Linked DNA regions of Pan troglodytes: region 1 is linked to region 2. The links are chromatin contacts, called in public Hi-C maps. All regions are on one chromosome and are shown on one strand. The core of a region is the stretch at or near the end of the contact, and the rest is flanking DNA. Distances in the headings are between cores, read along the strand shown. Region 1 holds the start of AMOTL2 (angiomotin like 2). Region 2 overlaps RYK (receptor like tyrosine kinase).

What was found. A called contact is a pair of places that touch in the nucleus more often than the background predicts.
Region 1: a contact with region 2 is called in a Hi-C map of stem cell-derived neural progenitor cells, with 2.6 times the contacts expected there. The contact joins the promoter of AMOTL2 here to the enhancer-like site in region 2. A contact is called at or near these places in 2 of 7 Hi-C or Micro-C datasets (induced pluripotent stem cells and stem cell-derived neural progenitor cells).

The regions. Positions count from the first base shown.
Region 1 is chr2:137,612,488-137,619,113 of NHGRI_mPanTro3-v2.0_pri, forward strand. It overlaps AMOTL2 (angiomotin like 2), which reads right to left and starts at 3,434. Exons shown (of 10, transcript XM_003310039.6): 1 at 3,164-3,434; 2 at 1-308. The coding sequence starts at 247.
Region 2 is chr2:137,435,452-137,441,737 of NHGRI_mPanTro3-v2.0_pri, forward strand. RYK (receptor like tyrosine kinase) reads right to left here. Exons shown (of 18, transcript XR_008547108.2): 7 at 1-25. Among named protein-coding and RNA genes, the nearest start is that of RYK, 53 kb to the right of the region's middle. Within about 2 kb of position 3,955, at least 7 of the 24 cell types and tissues checked have an H3K27ac peak or open chromatin away from gene starts, as enhancers often do. A contact at or near this core is called in induced pluripotent stem cells and stem cell-derived neural progenitor cells, where this site is marked.

The DNA of each region.
Region 1 (6,626 bases), core at 2,184-4,683, 180 kb after region 2:
CACCGCCCTGGTGCTCCTGGCCCTGGGGCTCCTGCCTGGTGGCCTGCTGCAGCACCTGACTGTCCTCTGGGGCCAGGATCTCCAGGGAGGCCTGGGGGCTCCCTGTACCCCCAGTTCCAGCCCCACCCCTCAGGGCCTGCTGCTGGATGGCTAGCAGCGTGCGCGTCTCAGTCAGGTTGCCGTAGCGCAGCTGCTCCTGGATGAGGCGGTGCAGGACTGTCCCCGAGGAGTCTTCCAGTGTCCTCATGCTTCTTTGGCTTGCACACAGCTGCCTGGACAATGGCCGGTGGCACCTGGCCCCAGAGCACCTGGAGTGGGGTGGGGAGAGAGAGAGAGAAAAGCAATCAGTGGGAACCCATGGGAAAGGAGAAGGCTTTCCAGGATTTCCATTATTACTCTGGTGGAAAGCATAAAAGTGAAGAGCAGGGGTGGGGCGGTTCACACAAGCCTGGGTTCAAGTACCAGTGCTGCCATCTACTGATTAAGACAAGTTACCTAATCTCTGAGCCTCAGTTTCTCCACCAGAAAAATGCAAAGAATTCTGCTTGACTCATGGAGATGAGGAAAAAAAAAAGAGGCAGTGGCCTGCGAGCTCCTGGCACAGTGAAAATCCTGGTAAACGATTACTAATGATAACATTCATGGAGACTTACTATTCCTGGAGAGAGACAACAGGAAACCAGAAGATAACCCACCAGGAACCACCACCCGTACAGCCAGCTACACATCAAACAGCCTGATGGGCAATTCTAAGGCAGGCCTAGTTCAGATCTAACCACTTAGCTATTCAGTCTAGGGGTGGATGGGGCCCCAATTTATTGGCAGGTGATAAAGAATGCATGCAGTCCAGTAGAAGCCCTAGGCGAAAGGCCCCCAGGACCCTCTAGACTGAGGCATGCCAGAGCCCAGCCTTGGCACAGTCAACCTACCACCCTCTAGACTGAGGCATCCCAGAGCCTTGGCACAGTCAACCTACCACCCTCTAGCCCGCTGAACCCCTGGCCACTTTTCCCACTCTCCCTGAACCAGAGAACTCCTGGAGGATGGGCTTGGGCTCTGCTTCATCAAGCGCTGCTGACAGAATGAATCTGGGGCTCCCTGTCATGGGATGACCTTGGCAGTCATTCTGCAAGGTGAACAGGAAGAAGGAGGAATTGCACCTGAATTGGTGAATAAAGGATGAATAAAAATGCTCCAAGAGGACAATGGTTTTGTAAGATGAGGCAAAAAGGTGCCACCCATTAAGGTTAGTGGGTCAGTCTTTGTGCTGACAGTAACTGCAAGAGAGCTCCAGGAAAAAGAAAGGATGGCATGATGTCTTTGATTTTATGATTATCCTCCCCAACACACACACACACACACACACACACACACACACACACACACACACACACACTTGCTACTTGGAAAAGCCCCCACTGGTCCTCTAGGCACATAAGGGATGGGCACTCAGCATCTTTCTTGACATCAGTGTCAAGGAAGCCCATCTTGACTTGGGCCAACTGGAGAAGTAAGGGGAGGCTGTTGGTTGAGAGACCTGGGGCAGGGGAGAGGGGACTGTGAGCCTAAAGTGCTGGGAGATTATATCGGAGAAAGGAGTTCCCTTCTAAGCCTGGGCTCCCAGTGGTTCATGGACTGGAAATCTGCCTGCCTCTCTCACCCAGCTTCCTTTCCACAGCCTCTTCCAACACAAATCTCCAAACTGGGATCCAGGGAAAACTAAACAGAATCCACACTGCCACAGGTCCTGTGTGTATGGGCAGGGGTTGGGGGGGGGGTGGGTGGGAGGAATGTGGCCCCTCCTCTGCCACTAAACTAGCCTTAGTGTCCTGCTTCAGTTTGGGCTATGGCATGTTGGCAGAGCAGCCATTCCCGATCTTTTCCCTCTCCCCACCCCAGTACTCCAGCTGCCCAGAGCTGGGGAGTGGGGGATGAGTCTGGAGGGCACCTCTGTACCCATCCTTCCTGGCACCCAGTCATGCGCCCCCACACACAACGAGGGGTAGATATGCAAGACTCCAGAGTTACCCGAGGCAAAGCAAGCAAATGGGATTCAATTCGTATGGGATTCAGTTCGCCCTGGAGTTTTATCTGCGGGCATTTCCTAAGATAATCACTCTCTGGGCCGACTCCCACAGAGAAGGCAGGGGAGCGGCAGGAAGGAATGCGGAGCCTTCCTGACAGATTCCAGGCGCTCCATAGTGTGCCCGGATTGGGAGCAAGGAACACCTCCAAGGCCTCTCATCGCGAATTTGTCCCGGCCAAGCCCCTCAGATTCACGTCCTTTCAGACATCAAACGCCTGGGCCTTTACAAAAACCTGCTTCCGCGCCCCCGGCCGCGAACCTCTGCTGCACTCGCCCGCTGCGCTCTCTGAAGGCCGCCTTTCTAAGCCAGCGCGCGTCTCCAGCCTTGGCCTGGGCTCCTGCTCGCCTAAGGAACCAAAGACAGTCTCCAAGCTAGGAGACTCTGGCACCCCAGCCAGGGCTCCCGCCCCACCACGAGCCCGGGCGGCTCCGGTGGCCGCTGGTACGCCTGGGGCGAGCCGGTGAGGGTAGCCCGAGGCCCGGAGAGGTCTTTAAGCATCGCGGGTCCGCCTCCCTCCCTCTCGAGCCCTCTTTGTTTTCCAAATACTCTAACGCTGACGTCACCGGGCTGGACAGCAGGCTGCATTCTTTCTAAGTGAGAGCCAATTCGTGGCTCCAGAGAGGATTTTCCAAGGAAGACAAAGAGGAATTCTTGGACTAGTTGGAGGCAAAGGCACCTGTAACCCCCACCTAACCAAATCAGCCCGCAGGACCCTGCAACTTGAGCTCCAAGCGGCGCCTCCATCCCTGTCCCCCGCCACCCCCACCCCCGCCGACCTGCAACCCGAAACACTCTGGCTGTTGTCTCCGGAGTCGGCCCTCTCCCCTCTCCCCCAGCCCCAAGAGACCCGCGCGTTTCTAGAGCCCCGCAAAGCCCAGCGCGCTGGGCTCCCTGGGCAGAGCGGCCCTTGCCAGGCACTGAGGCTGCCTCGAAAGGGCGCACTGCGCCCCGAGGACGCTCGATCCTCGAGGCTCCGACTCCCAGAAAAGGCCGGGTTGCGTCGAGACTCCAGCTTTGGCTGGGGCACGTTTCTGTGGCCTCGCGCGCTCTCCCGAGCGCCGAGCGGCCTTCCTTACCGCTGCGGCCCGAGGGTGCCCAGCGCAGTCAGACACCCCAACCTCCGGCTCGGCCCAGCTCAGCTCGGCGGCGAAGATGTGTTCTCGGCCGTGGCGCCGACGCTCTGGCTGTTCGCGCCCCAGCGCGCAGCCCCAGGGTCGGCCCGCGCCGGAGGCGGCTGCTATGCCAGGAATGTGAGAGTTTCAGGTTCCCCCTCGGGATCAAAGCGAACCACAAATAACCTCTCAGCGCGCCGCCCTCCTCCGCCCTCCGCCTTCTCCCGCTCCCTCCTCCCGGCCCCCGCCTTCCTCCGGGGAGGCGGCGCTGCTGGCCGAGCGCCGGCCCGGCCCCCGAGCTCCGTTCCTCTGCGCCCAGCGCCCTCCAGGCCGCGGTGTGTCCGCCCCTGCCCCCTGCTTTGCCTTCGGAGCTGCTGGAGACAATTTAATCCAACTCTGCCCATTATCGCCTCCACTCCCAGTCGCCGACCCGCTCTCACCCTTCATCCCTAAACCCATCGACGGGACGACAGCAAGGGCTGTACCACGCGTGTCCTGGGGTTGCTGCGGGAGGGGGCTCCGGCTGTGTGTGTGTGTGTGTGTGTGTGTGTGTGTGTGTGTGTGTACTGGGGGAGGGGGGAAAGGGAGGAGGGACTGCAAAGACATCCATATCCTCTGGGCTGGGACAGTGCCCCGGGCTAAGTGAATGCTTCCAGCCACAGAGCCTCTTTCCCCTAACCCCCGCTGTTTTCACCCCCAGCGGCAACCTTTGAATGCACTTTTGTTTACAAACACCTTCGCCAGCTATTTTACGACCGTCTCCACAGGAAGTGTGAATCTGGGTTGGAAGATCCGGTCAATTTGACCCACCTACCCAACTGAATCACCCGCCGCCAGGCGCTCTGTCCAATTCTTCCCCAAGGTGATAATAGGTGCCCCTTTACGCAGAGTGCAAGGTGTGCCACCGCTGGCTTTTCTCCCAGTCATCCGATTCAGCCCTGCCAAGCACCCTCCAACGGAGTTCTGTTATCATCCCTGTGTTGTAAATGAGGACACCAGGGCTCAGAGAGCTTAAGCAGCGTGCCCAGAGTCACACACAGTGAGAACCAGGTAATCAACCACTGGGCTGCTTGGTTTCTCATTCCCAAAACCCCTCCCTGGCTATCAGAATCCAGGCTCCCTAGATGGACAGGGCAGACACTGGGAGCCCTCCTCTCTCCACTTACCCTGTCCTTGCTTTAGTCTCTTCTTTACCTCCCCGTACACCCCTGCCAGCCAGGGGCTTTCCCCTGTGCCCACTTCTGTGGCTCCTGCATGGAATCCTCTCCTCTGCCCCCAGGACACTTCCACTGCTAGATGGAAACCCCTTCTTCAGAAAGCCTGCTCTGACACATGCTGTCCCCGTTCCCCACCACACAAGCCCTCTCTACAAGTCAGTTGGGGTGAGGTGGGGGCAGTCAGGCCCCTGTCCACCTGGAGAGTCAGGGCTGATTTCTACCCCTGGCTGGGTCCTCCCATCGGCATGGAGTTTGCAAGTCCCAAATTCACTGGAGGGAAACAAGGACAAGGAAATTCTGCAAGCTTAATTGCCAGGGACATTGTTAATTTTTAATAAAACTCACAAAAAGTGTGTGTGTGTGCGCGCGCGTGTGTGTTTTACTTGGAAGTCAAATACTGTGTTTCAAACAGTGATTGGATCTGAGATGATTGAGCAAATGGATCATTTGTGCCAAGCTACAGGATATTTGTCTTTCCAAGGATCCCCTTACGAAGAGAAGCTGTGATCAGTATACCACTGTAGGTAGGAATTTTAGAAGTGAAAGGAAAGAGGTCTCTGAGTGGCCTTACCTTATGGACAGCGTAATTGGTGGAGGCAGGGGAGTGGTTGTGGACATGTGCACTCTGGGGTTGTAAAATCGGGGAGAAAGACCACATGGTACAGTCCTGTCTTTCAGGCATTTGGGAGGATACCTGACAAAATGTTTGACAAATATTCTTGAGATGGTTGCAGAAAGGCGTCAGTTCAAGGCAGCTAGGGTGAAGGAGGTACATCTTGGAGTGGACAAGCCTGCTGCAGAGCCACACAGGCCCCCATGATTGCTAATTTCTGTCCCCAAAGGGACAGAAGCGGGAGAGGGATCCCAAAACCTAAATGAGAAATGTGCATGTACTTTTATTTTTCCTTTCCCTTTCTCTCTGCAGAAAGAACAGAAGGCAAGATCTGTCAGGCATGGCCTGCGGTGGAGCCTGCCTAAGCTGGCGGCCACCCCAGCTCTGCAGGGTAGTTGGTGGAGAAGGTGACCACTGTTCAGATGTGCCAGAGGCAGATGTGCACAGCGGACACTGGGCCGGCCAGCCTGCTTGCATATGAATCTTCACTTACAGCAGAGGCGAGAGAGGCTCTCTTAGTGAGCCGGTGCTTTCTTCTTCCACCTTTGTCTCAATCTACTTTGTCCCATTCTCCTTTACCTCCTCTCTTCCTCCTACAGGTTATGATTCTTCCCAGATGACAATGTGGCTGGCTGGGTCAGGAATCCTATCCAGGAAAGATGCAGAGGTGACCTAATTCTCAGAGTAAGCCAGGCTGGAGGCCTTTGCTCTGGGAAGTGTAGCTCCTTGGGGTGTGGCTGCATCATAGGTGTGTACAGGGCTTAGCAAGGGATCCAGGCACCCACACCATCGCCTCTCCTTAGCCCCGGTCTGGGTCTGTGCCTGTTTTATGGCCTCAGTCTGGCCCTGCAGCTGCATCCCACTGCACCCAACCAGAACATGAAAGTGAGTTCTTGGTGGGACCCTAGCAGCCTCCTCCCATGGAGCTGGGAAGGAAATGTTCCCCTTACTTCCCAAATGGTTGCTTAGTGGAGGAGAGCTCCAGGGTGCAGGTGGCAAGATCAAAGGATGACTGTCAGTTGTGAAATTCACTTTTCCAGCTTCCCCTGAACACTCCCTCTGACAGGTTATGGGAACAGGAAACCTACTGGAATCTGGAGCATGAAGCAAATTCATAGGAAGAATCTGAACATTAGGATGGAAGTTCCAGTGCTCCAGTTCCAAGAACAGAAGAACACCCAAGTGGGGGACTTTCTTCTCTTTGTCCTTCTGCAAACCCCTGTCCCCCCTTCACCCCTTTCTCCTCCCCTCCCTTCATCACTGCCTCTAGGTTTTCTCCCCCAAGTCTTCTCCTTCCACTGCTTCCCCCTCTCCCTTTCACCCTCATGCTTCAGGTCTGGAATCTCCATTAAGCACAAAGGGCCTCATGGGGTCTGTGTCTTTGGGGGTTAAATCCTCCAGAGTTGGAGATTTATGAAATTAGCCCCACAATGGTTTAAGTAAGAGGATGTTGTCCTAAAAAAATGAAGAAGCAGCCAGGTGCGGTGGCTCACGCCTGTAATCCCAGCACTTTGGGAGGCCAAGGCAGGTGGTTCACCTGAGGTCAGGAGTTCGAGACCAGACTGGCCGACATGGCGAAACCCTGTTTCTACTAAAA
Region 2 (6,286 bases), core at 2,705-5,204:
TTGGGAACTACTGCTGGCACTAATGCTGCAAACAATTTTTGAGAGAAATATTTGACAAGTCAGTTTCAATGAGAAATTTCCTTTTTCCATACATACAAAATGCACATAGCCATTAAAACCAGCCTAAAATCCTGACGGAGATCACAATAATTCATGATGTTCCAATACTGAAATTTTAATCTAACTCCTATAGAGCTCTATTTTTTCTTTCATTTCTATCTCCAAAATCATTAAGCGAGTTCATCTTATCAAAATTATTCAGAAATGTAGGTACTAGTGCTCAGACACCTCAGCTAATTGTCCTAAACTTCACACACAAATATGTTAGGGAACTACGGATCATCTCTCAAAAAAAAGAGCCCATGTCATTCAATTAGATTGCTTTTTAGAAAAGAAGAAGAAAGACAGGCCTCTTTCAATGATGGCCCAATATCAAATGACCTACAGATAAAGAAAGAGCAAACCAAATCAAATGTGCCAACATGCTCGGAGCTTAGAAAGGAGTATTGGCCAGGTGCGGTGGCTCACGCCTGTAATCCCAACACTTTGGGAGGCCAAGGAGGACAGATGACTGGAGGTCAGGAGTTCGACACCAGTATGGCCTACATGGTGAAACCCTGTCTCTACTAAAAGTACAAAATTAGCCGGGCATGGTGACGCGTGCCTGTAGTCCCAGTTACTCGGGAGGCTGACGCAGGAGAATCGCTTGAATCTGGGAGGTGGAGTTTGCAGTGAGTCAAGATTACGCCACTGCACTCCAGCCTGGGCGATAAAGTGACAGTCCATCTCAAAAAAAAAAAAAAAGTATCAAATTTGGTTCAAGTTTATTTAATCACAATACATTTTGCTTCTTCTACTTCCCCAATCCCTCCCTTTCATCCAACTTCTCGGAAATCTCTAGTACTTGAAACACTACACCATATTCTCTAAATAATACAGGACACCAAGAAGATGATAGGTTCAAATAATTGTAAACCTTGTGTTCAAGATTACTGCAAAGTAATGCTGCTCAAGCATGTAGTTTTATCTTTTCAGTGGGGAGAAACCTTGTCTCGTGGGTACATTTCGGTCTCACTGCCTTAGTTCTTATAATTTTGCAGCAGTGGAGACGTGAAACATAGAAATTCAGCATGAAGGGTGAAACCAGATGGCAGGATAGGTCTTTCAATGCCTCTCTTAGCTACAGGATCAGCAGTGCCCAATCAAGTCTCCAACTTTCCTTAATATGCAAAATCTTTTAACTGACCACTTCCCACATAATAATTCTGTATTTTCAAAAACTGGTGATTTTAAAAAATACATAATAAAGCTGAGTGCGGTGTGAAGCCTGTAGCTGCAGCTATTTGGAAGGCTGTTAGGCAGATCACTTTAGTCCAGGAGTTTGACGCCAGCCTGGGCAACATAGTGAGACCCTGTCTCTGAAACAAAACACACACACACACACACACACACACACACACACACACACACACACACGGCTGCTATGTAATCTATAACATTTATATATGAATGTTTATCAATTTCAAGAGCCCATACACAAATCTGAAAAATGTAAATATATAACATCCAGGCAATGAGGACTGTAAGTCTTTATGTAGCCTTTCTATGGCTAATAATACAATATACTACTATCTGCTATTGTAACCAAACATCTGTAGAAAGTCATAGCAAAAATTAAGATAGAAATGTCCTGCAATAAACATTTGGAGAGCACTTATAATATGCAAACCATTCTGCTCAGCACAACCATAGATCTCAAGATACATGTTTGCCTAATGAAATGCCCCCCCAGCATGCCTTCCCTGAAGATGTCCATCATTTTAGGTTATCTATTAGATTGGTGCAAAAGTAATTGCAAATTGCAGTTTTTGTCATTGCTTTTAATGCCATTGCTTTTAATGACAAAAACTGCAATTACTGCACCAACCTGATACTTCTTCTTGTGATGCTGCAGTTAGCCCTGTTTCCCCAGCAACTCTGCGAAGATACTTTGCAACTCAAAGAGACTATAATAAAGATTCATTAGGCTATCATCTGGTCAGAATGCTGGAAGAGCTTCTTTGGCTCAACGTTATTACAGAATTGATCTATATGAGTTTATAATGCAGTGGGTATAGGTCAATATAGAAAAGAGATGAAGAGCATAAACCGTGAAGTCAGAACTGCCAGTATCATCGATTACTAGTTGTACGGCCTAGGACAAACTATTTAATCCTCTGGAACCTCAAATTCCCTGTGGACAGAGTGTGCATAACACTATCCTCTGATAAGATTGCTAAAACGATTACATGAAAAATAAGTAAAGCATTTATTGCCTGGCCCTCAAACATATCTTTATAAATTATTGTTACTAATTTATAGTATACTACTATAGTTATATTAATTATGTGAATATTATGCATCTCCAGTCGTTAGAACAAAAAGGAATTACAGGACTCTGTTTTACAGTTGAGTACCACTCAAAAATCAAACCAGATATCAAAGCTGTTAGAAGTCCAGACTTCAATAATGGGGAGGGAAGAGGAGCATTACCATCCTCAAAAGGGGAGGAAATAAATGGGATTAAGATAATCTACCTCACAGGATTTTTGTGAGGCTCAAATTGTATGAGATATGTGAAAGTACTTCTTAAGTATTATCTGCAACCAACATCACTGATGACTAAGTGCACAGACACAGTCTCTCCATTAACTTAACGGTAGGTGGCACTCTTGTGCTACCTCAGAATTTTTGAAAAGACTGTAGGCACACAAAGGCGTTACAGGGACATCTATGTCAATTTTTCATTCCCTCAACAGATATTAAGTGGGTCCCTAAAATAAGCAAAGCACTATGCTAAGTGGTCAGAACGAAATTTTTTTTTGAATCCAAGACTTACTGTTATGAGAGAAGCAAGAAGCAATTAGGGACCTACCCCTGACATCCATTAAAGTCAACACCTACATAGCTATATCACAAGAGGTGGAAAATGAGATTAAAATGTATATTTGCTAGCACTTAATAGTTTATAGCCAGTCTAAATAAATTATCAATCTAAATAGATTATCTCATTTGATTTTCAAAAGCAAGTAAAATTATGTATGGAGATACTAACCCTGTCTTAGAATGAAGTCAGAACTTTGGGAAAGATCATAATTTTCCTTCAAAACACTTACAACAATTTGTACTTTTCTATTTTTCTCTGTAACTCCACTTCATCCATTCATTCCACAAATATTTATTAAGTATCTACTACATGTCAGGTACTGTACTGGGTGCTAGAGATACAGCAATGAATGCAACAGACAAAGACTGTGACCTCTACATTCCAGTAAGGATTTTTTTTGTTTAATATCTGTCTCACCCAACCAGACTATAAACTCCACAAAGGCAGGACAAGTGCCTGTTTATTCACCTCTCCTTCCCCAGCACTTATGCCAGTACCTGGCACAATAAGCCGCAAGTGGGCCAGAGTGAGCCCCAGTGACAGCTCAACTAACACTGAGTCAATCAATGAACAGAGAAAACCATGCTTCCCTGGGACAGAAAACATAAACCAGACAGAATGGTCATTTCTGACACAAACTGTTGTGAAAAAAGCAAAGAATGATTGGTAAAACAAAATGGTTTTTTTCCTCCCTCTATTCACTGGTTATTCAACCAAATAGTTACTGAGTATTTTACTATGTGTCAGACAGTTAGGCATTAAATATAAAATCAAAGATTTTAAAGGTAAACTCTGTCACCAGTAATGGCATGGGGGCGGTGGTGGGGATAATGGAAACTGGAAGAGAAAAATTAAGATGCTGCCAGATGACAAGTTCAAGCATCCCACAAAGGAGTAATAAACTTTCCTACAGTCACAAACTAACAGGGAAAGACTACAGTAGAGACACGCTGCAGACCAACCCCTCTGCAGGACTTCAGGGTGAATGTAAAGAGAAGCTCTGCCTATCCAGGACAGACTCATCAGGCATAACAAAGAGACTGAAAAGATCAATTTGCAGTGTTGAGAGAGGGAAAGCCACACACATGAGCTCCAACTGCCCTGGCATGAGCACATCTCAGGCAGTGTTAATTCTCTGCCTCTAATGAGATCTGTTTATAACAAGCAGTGGCTCCTAAGTGCCTGGAATGGAAGAATACTACCATCCCTTTCTAATGAATTCCACGGAGCCATGGGCTCCATCTAACCTCACCAGACTGTGTGAGGATTAACGGAGTTCATGAATGTAAAGCACAGGGAACAGTGCCTGGCACACAGCAAGTGTTTTATACAATGACAATAGTGGATTATTAACACATAGCTATTACAACACTGAGTCCCGCCTGCTCTGCCCTGCTCCTAGAAGAGCAATCCTGAAAAAGTTATTTAATCTCTTCAAGCCTATTTCTAGGTGGCTGTGTTAAGATAATACATATAAAGTACCTGGTACAGTACTGGTAAACAGAAAACACTCAATAAATGGTAATCCCAGTGGCCCCTATGCAGAGAGAGAAGCAGCAGATATCTCTTAAATGCTGTTGGATAACTGGATGTGAGCTTTCTGGTCACCATTGTTAGCTTGCCTGGCAGGTAATAAATAATTGTTAATAGGACAGGAAAGGGCAGAAGAACTTTGTCCATCACTATCAGTGAGAGGTGAAGCTGGCTGGGCTTCTGGGTCGGGTGGGGACTTGGAGAACTTTTCTGTCTAGCTAAAGGATTGTAAATGCACCAAACGGCACTCTGTGTCTAGCTAAAGGTTTGTGAATGCACCAATCAGTGGTCTGTGTCTAGCTGATCAGGTAGGGGACTTTGAGAACTTTTCTGCCTAGTTAAAGAATTGTAAATGCACCAATCAGCGCAGTGTCTAGCTAAAGGTTTGTAAATGCACCAATCAGCACTCTGTAAAAACAGACCAATCAGCACTCTGTAAAACGGACCAATCAGCACTCTGTAAAATGGGCCAATCAGCTCTCTGTAAAATGGACCAATCAGCAGGATGTGGGTGGGGCCAAATAAGGGAAAAAAAGCAGGCCACCGAAGCCAGCAGCGGCAACCTGCTTGGGTCCCCTTCCACGCCGTGGAAGCTTTGTTCTTTCGCTCTTCACAATAAATCTTGCTGCTGCTCACTCTTTGGGTCTGCACTACCATTATGAGCTGTAACACTGCGAAGGTCTGCAGCTTCACTCCTAAAGCCAGTGAGACCACGAACCCACCAGGAGGAACGAACCACTCCGGATGCACCACCTTTAAGAGCTATAACACTCACTGCGAAGGTCTGTGGCTTCACTCCTGAAGTCAGTGAGACCATGAACCCACCAGAAGGGAAGAAACTCCGGACACATCTGAACATCTGAAGGAACAAACTCCAGACACACCATCTTTAAGAACTGTAACACTCACCGCGAGAGTCCGCGGCTTCATTCTTGAAGTCAGCAAGACCAAGAACCCACCAGAAGGAACCAATTCTGGACATACCAGCATATTGCAACTTTATTAAAAACTTCATAAAATGCCATTTACTATACGTAGGGCTCTGTTTTAAGAGCTTACTGTATTTCATTAAAACCTCACAACATACCTACTAGGTGTGTATTTCTGCTTTACAGAGGAGAACTGAGACACACATAGGCTATATAACTTAATCCATGTAGCCCATAAAACTAGTAAACAGAATAGCCAGGCTTCAAACAGAGATGGTCTGGCTCTAGAGTCCATACTCTTGACCACTAGACTATGCTCTGAAAACATGTGATAATATAAGCTGGTTTTACTCAGGTAATGTCTGGAAACTTTTGCCCGAAAACTAAAGAGAACTGGAACACCAATTCATGGATGGTAACTAATTATTTCAGCAGGCAGAGGTAGATGCCCCATGGAATCTGAAAGTTATTGCAAAATTCTGGCCTATGTGGGCTCACAGCCCTAGCACGCATGCAAGCATTCAAGGAAAACGCAACTCTCTGGGTATATCAAGACTGACTTCCAAATGCCATGCTCTTCAGTCACCTCTCTACCTGTATCCTCTCTCAAAGTCCTATCAAAATGTTCCCTCAATCGCTTCCAAATGCCATTTCTTCCCCTGTAAAATCTAAACCTAACTTCACCAACCATCATGTACACAAAACATATTCTGAAACAAATCATATACGTACTTCCTTCTCATTCGTATCCCTTTTCTCTTCTTTCTCCACACAGAAATGGAAAATAAAACAGTGGGGACAAAGAGTACTAAGGGGCAGGTACTGAATCCATCCAGCTCCCTTCCCCTTCATATTCTTATGCCACAAATATGCTTCCCAGCTGCATGTTAAGACTAAT